Regions from separate parts of the Mus musculus genome. Here region 2 is linked to region 1. A link is a contact called in public HiChIP or PLAC-seq data. All regions are on one chromosome and are shown on one strand. Each heading gives the region's core, a stretch centred on a gene start, on an enhancer-like site or on the middle of the called end of the contact. The rest is flanking DNA. Distances are from core to core; before and after follow the strand shown. Region 1 has its middle 11 kb from the start of BC035044. Region 2 overlaps Gm38906 (a long non-coding RNA gene).

Evidence for each region. HiChIP or PLAC-seq counts read pairs in DNA pulled down with a chosen protein or histone mark.
Region 2: a FOXA1 HiChIP or PLAC-seq map of pancreatic cancer cells shows a contact between it and region 1. The contact joins two enhancer-like sites. A contact is called at or near these places in 6 of 39 promoter capture datasets (the C10 cell line, the HPC-7 cell line, cranial neural crest and 3 more), 5 of 115 datasets of contacts at active chromatin or transcription factors (the 230-238 cell line, CD8 T cells, T-cell acute lymphoblastic leukemia and 2 more) and 1 of 9 other capture datasets (liver).

The regions. Positions count from the first base shown.
Region 1 is chr6:128,900,438-128,903,491 of GRCm38.p6, forward strand. No RefSeq gene overlaps it. Among named protein-coding and RNA genes, the nearest start is that of BC035044, 11 kb to the left of the region's middle. Within about 2 kb of position 1,769, at least 14 of the 459 cell types and tissues checked have an H3K27ac peak or open chromatin away from gene starts, as enhancers often do. A contact at or near this core is called in CD8 T cells and pancreatic cancer cells, where this site is marked.
Region 2 is chr6:129,214,586-129,217,827 of GRCm38.p6, forward strand. All of the region lies in intron 2 of Gm38906 (a long non-coding RNA gene), which reads left to right. Among named protein-coding and RNA genes, the nearest start is that of 2310001H17Rik, 22 kb to the right of the region's middle. Within about 2 kb of position 1,881, at least 117 of the 459 cell types and tissues checked have an H3K27ac peak or open chromatin away from gene starts, as enhancers often do. A contact at or near this core is called in CD8 T cells and pancreatic cancer cells, where this site is marked.

The DNA of each region.
Region 1 (3,054 bases), core at 519-3,018:
AAGCACTCTTTGTCGTTCATGGCACTGGTGCAGAGCTTAGCTCTCAGACCACTATGTGATAACCTGGTGATTTGGCCTGGCTGGAAGTCTCTCTGGTTATTAATCGTATCCTCAGGTCGCTGTTAGGTGTAGTTAATAACCCTACTACCACTCAATACATTGGTCTTTGCTTCCTTGTCCTGACTTACTGAGATGCCCCAGTCTAATTCACAATATGCAGCAAGCAGTATTTCTATATGGCCACTAAACTGGCACTTTAAAACAACTCTCTTGCTAGTGATGCATAGTTTAGGCTTCCCCCATCTCCCTCCCTTATTCTCTCACCATTTGCTCTGGTCCCAGGTCACCATGTGAAAACTAGGTCTGGCTCTGCTCCTTGCCAGGGACTTTGCTTTCCTGCACATGCAATCATCTACCACCCATACACTTGCACTCTCTCATGTGTGGGTCTCCTGCACTCTGTCTGCCAAAGCTGCCACCACCCTTGCCTGGCCTCTCAACCTCTGCCAAAGCCATGAGGAAAGCAATTTTTACCATTCCCCCTTGCACTTCCTGTGCTCTGCACAGGACTCATGAAGTGAGCTGGAGGTCCACTGCTGCTGTAGCAGGAAAAGCACTCACACAGCCCTGCACTGCTGTTGGTGCTGCTGTCCCACATCTGAGGGAATGGCAGGACTGCTGCAGGCATACTTTTATTCAGGTGTCTGCTGCCAGGTTCTCCCATCTCAGCCCCTCACCGCCCCTGCCTTTTAAAATCCACCTTGAGTGGAGTTGTTAGAAGATGGACCTCTACTTCAGGTGCTTCCTTTCCCCCGCCCCACACCCACCGCAGAAGCTGACAGGCGGGGTGGGTCAGCGCCTGCCCACAGCCTGAAGCACTGGACTGGTACTTTTGGCTGCTAGGAGGAAGTCCTGCCCCACTTGCTTGCCTACCTGCCTTCCCTCGATCCTGGTGCTGCTGGGCCCACTTTGTCCATGACCCACAGCAGGCTGGGTGCCCAAGTGAGCCACAGCACAGTCCTGATTCCTTGACTCTGTTGCCTCCACCATTGTGACTCCTCACCATCTGTGCTCTTCAGGCTGCATATGCATGTCCCAAGCCTTTGACACTTGCATTGCCCGCCTCTCTCTCCCTTTGCTTACTGGTCAATTCCCACTGCCTGCCCATCTGCTCAATTTGTGTCACAGGCCTGAACGCACTTGGACACACTCACTTTTCTCACCACAGTCTCAAAACACCACTGTCAGTTCTCTTATTTCTTTACATTCTGGTCTACACCTACTCTAAGCCAAGTGTTTCTCTACTAATGCAAAATGTGTTTTTATATATTATACAAGGTGTCAAACTTACTTAACAATTAAGATGTTCATTTCTATCCTGCCTTGGGAAATAATGATTTTTACTATTATTACTAAGTTATGCTCTATTTACTATATACATTCTCAAACAAATAATTTAACAAACACAAGTTGTGTAACTCAAGTATCACCAATCGATATAGTTCTCAGTCTTGTCAGAAGTATGCTAATTATTAATATATTTAAGTTTATGACAGACAGAGACTCCCAAGATAATGGGTTTAGCTATAAGAAAGTGCCTGGATTGTGGTATGATAACTACTGAGAGACTGTGTGGACAAGACTGGATACCTAAGAGTCAAGTGACTCATATTTTCTGAATCAAGGTGAGTCATTTCTCATTTCACATGTATCTATTCCACAGGAAAACAAAACAAAACAAAACAGGCTCTTTGTAAAAGGCTCTTGGTCTTCTGGGCTTAAAGGCCAGACTGATTCTGGCTAGGTTGCCTTGGATACCTGTTGTGGATATCCCTGTGGCTAATTATATTTGATGTTAATTCCATTCTCCTGTGAGGGGCTGTGAACAAGGAATGAGTCAGCACTCAGGTGATTTCCTGTGAACCTTCTTCCCACCTTAATTTATAAATAAAGGCTAGAGCTGGTGATTGGGAAGAGGGGAAGGTTGAACTGAAGTCTTTGAGAGGGATAGAAAGAGAGAGAGAGGGAGAGAGAGACAGACAGAGAGAGACAGACAGAGAGAGAGGCAGACACAGAGAGAGAGAGAGACAGAGAGAGAGAAAGAAGATGATGGAGGAAGAGGAAGAAGGGAAGTGGAGCAGTAGCACCTGGCCTGGAGAAACTGCATGTTATTAGGGGTCTCTGAAACTGGGATGATGGTAGTGTAGTGGTAGATCTGCCCAATCTCACAGCATGTATTCATATTAACTGAGCTGTGTTTTCATTGCCTGGGCTTATTTGGGTTAGAGAATTACTGCAACAGATACCACAGAGAACTGTTTAGTTAGTGGACTATAGATGAACTCTGTCATTTTAAAATTAATATATGCCTGCTAGATTAAAATTTCTTACCCAGATTTCTGACTACATTGACAGCTAAGGAAACTGTACCTTGACAGCTAAAAAACAGACCTAGCTCTTTACCCTATGGTAATCCACCACTATATTTACTCATTAATAAATTTGTAAGTTAGCTAAGACTGCCAGATTTCTTATAGTCATCAGGATAAACGATACACAAGTTCAGATATAAGCTTTAACAGATGTAACCTGTTGCTTTTTTTTTTAACCTAAAATCAGTTTCCATTGACTAAATACTTCATATTTCCTCTTCTTGCTATGTCATTGTCCTAACACTAATCAAGAGAGTTCTTTTTTTGTTTGTTTTTTGTTTTTTCAAGACAGGGTTTCTCTGTGTAGCCCTGGTTGTCCTGGAACTCACTTTGTAGACCAGGCTGGCCTCAAACTCAGAAGTCTGCCAACCTCTGATAGAACCTAGTGGGGAACCCCCCACTCAATTCCCGATTCGGCGTATACCCAAAGAATCACGAATAGAGTGTCTTGATGTAAATACACGAGGTAGTTTAATGACAGAGCTCCGGACCAACATGTATCCCACACAGGAGATAAAGGATGTTGGCCATGAGGGGTTTTTATGGGGTAAGGGGCTGAGGGGTATGGAATTCAGCATAGTGACATACTTTCGGCTTATTCAAACATCAGCAGAAAAATTAT
Region 2 (3,242 bases), core at 631-3,130, 310 kb after region 1:
TGGCCCGAAAGGGCAAGCACCCAGTGTACTCAGAAGCAGTTCACTAAGATGTGAGGTTGAACCCAGGCAGAGCAGGAATTGATCCCCAAGGACTTTGAGCAAGTTCTAGATGGAAGGTTGGAGGAGGAAATACCAAGCAAGTGGAAGCTGCAGAAAAGCTTCCACAGTGATTCTTATACCTCTTAAAATAGACTTGCAACCTGAACAGGTTGGAAGAAGTATAGGGGCCCCTGCACACTCATGAAAGGGAATATTAATAAATAGGACATAGTAAACACTAAAGTGCATAAAAGGCCACCCAGGCCCTGGCATAATAAGGATGGAGGCTCAGTACCCCATCTCACATTGAGATAGATCTCCCAAATTAAAAAACCAGCAGAGAAAACTTATAGTTGAATTAAACAGTAAATCCATTGGATTTCATAGAAGTGTATAGAATGTTCCACAGAACAGAAAGAAAATAGTTTTCACAATGACCCATAGACCTTCCATTAAAACTGACCATGCCATTGGCCGTGAAGCAAACCTTAATAAATTGAAAAACAACAAAATAAGTCCTCAAGTATTTCTAGGCGACAGTGGGATGAAACTAGAGGTCAATAGCTAGACTGGCCTCAGAAACACACACACATACTTCTGAGATAGAACAACACAACACTGTTTTGAACAATGGGCTGTTGATGAAACCAGGGAGGAATTGGAAGAGTTCCCAATATTCAATGGAACTAGAACAAAGGGATAGGGAGATGACTTAGTGGGTAGAGTGCTTATCCTGTGAATATGAAGTTCTGAGCTCAAATCCCCCAAACTTAAGTAAAGCCAACCTCTGTAGCATACATGTGAAATCTCAGTACTCCTATGGAGAGAGGGAAGGCAGACAGGAAAATCTTCAAAGCCTACAGGCTAGCTAGCCTTGCGTACATGGTGGGGAAAAACAAAGAGACCTTTGCCAGTAGCTACAGCATCTTCTAAATCACTGCTCACCTTTAGTCTTTATGCTTTAGAAGGCATAGTCACTGTGGCAGCACAACACACATGCATATAATTGGAGAGATAAAGACAAAAGAGACCTTTGCCAGTGGCTACACGTCATCTAACACCCCTCACCTAGTCATTGTGGCAGCATAACACACATGCATATATTTGGAGAGACATGGTCTGTTTGGTGGACTAGTCCCAGGATGCTCCTTCCTGTGGTAGTCATAATTTGTCTTATATTAAGTGTCTTAATATATTTTCTCTAGTGTTAAATTCTTTGCTATTCAAATGATCCCAGTTATTAGCTATAGGCTGAAGCTCTTTTCCATCAGATGGAAGCCAAATCCAAGGGTAGTGGTATCCCTTAGTATCGGTGCTGTGAGTTACTGTTCTTTCTTCACAGCATAGTCTCTGCATTGCTTCAAAGACTGAGTTGACAGGAGGAGGTGGTCATAGAAGCTCGACAGTCGTCTCCTAGGCACAAGAGTGACAACTATCCAGAAAGACTTTTCTCATTCTGGACAAGCAGATCCTTTTGCTTGTTTATGAGAGGAATGAGCCAGAAAGGCCTGGCCAAGAAAATGTCACTCCCTTCAAAATATAGGCCAGCCAACTAATTCTTAGTAAATGGAAGCTAGGTAAACGACATATTCTACATACTTGTAGGACCTTACACACACACCAGGGCAAGGGCATTTCTCTCAGAGGGTATTATAGCATATGCCTTGTTTTATTTACCATCCAGAGCATTTGAGAGCTGTATTTCAGTTGCTGCTTTTCCTGTAACTGATACATAAGGAAATGCAAGACAGATGAAATCCAAGAAGCTGGGTGTGTTCTGTGCTTTGGCAGCACAATGTGATCTTCTGTTAGGCTGGTGACACAGAGTCAGATATCTTGTGGCCAAGAGCCATAGCAATGAGATATAGCTGAGTCAGACGTATGATCAGCAGCTGATCCTCTTCTGAGTGATCTGTTGACAAGCAACAATGTTGAGCCGATGAAGCAGATTAAATACAGGCCAAGAATCTACAGCATTATCAACTTATCCCCAAGTTCAAGCGACAGATAGTATCACTTTGGACTGAAGTTCTGCCTTTTGGTCATATCTGCCTTTTGGTCATATCTGCCTTTTGGTCATATCTGCAGGCATTTTTGACATCCTATTGGAGATAATACATATAATATTTAGGAGTGCTGAAGAATAAATTAGCACTATGTATGAAGTCAGTAACATTTCAAACTAATGCAAGCTAGAATGATGGTGGAGTAGAGGTGTCAAGAATCTGTCCTGTCTAACGATTCATGTCTCATAGTCTGTTTGAAGTAAGTCCAGTGTTTTTCATCTGATCAGCATGCTGACCTTAAAGCCATCATAAGTTTAAAATGTCATTTGGATACTTTATCTACTGAGCACCATAGCTAAGCCACACAGTGTAGTGTCTGTTGCTGGTCAGATGGCTGATGAGGAGGTGCAACTGCAGTGCCTAGTGTCCTGAGAACGTTCCTGCCTCATGTTACTAGCCTGCAGTAGTGGCATATGCCTTTAATCCCAGCACTTGGGAGGCAGAGGCAGGAGGATTTCTGAGTTCGAGGCCAGGTCTACAGAGTGAGTTCAAAATCCAGCATTTGAAGTGTAGTTTCAATTGAAGCCCATGACTTTGGTTCTACCAGAAAGTCCACAGTCATAAGTTAAGTCATGCTGAGCTGAAGAGTACCTGTGTGTTGGACATCTTGACTATAACTTGTACCTTGAGTCTTAACTGAATACTTGTGGCAGCAAGCACATATTTCTTTGAATACATTTTTCTACTTTGATAACTTTGTATTTGTGTATATTTTGGTTACACTTTAGTGTACTCTCCTACAGGCTATGATTCCATGAGCCTCTGGAATGTCTGTTTGCATTTCCGGTGTAACAGCAGGAGTCTAGAGAGCAATGAAGACCTCTTTCTTCGAATATCAGAACTGAGTATCTGATTTTTGCTACATTTGCTTTCTCAGAGACAGACAGAAAAGACTGAAGTGGATTGAGTTTAAAGGATTTATACTCCTTTTTTTTTCTACTCTGGGAAGGAAGGATTCCAAGGGGATTTTTTTTTCAGATAGACAGATAACTGCAGAGACAACAGAACAAAATTTTAAGGGCCATGTGAAAGCAATGTGTATTCTACAAAAATAGATTAGAAAGTTTCAGACAGTTATACGTCTTCCAAAGCAAGATTTAACACAGTCCCTGGAGAGCTAAAGAATTAAATTATCAG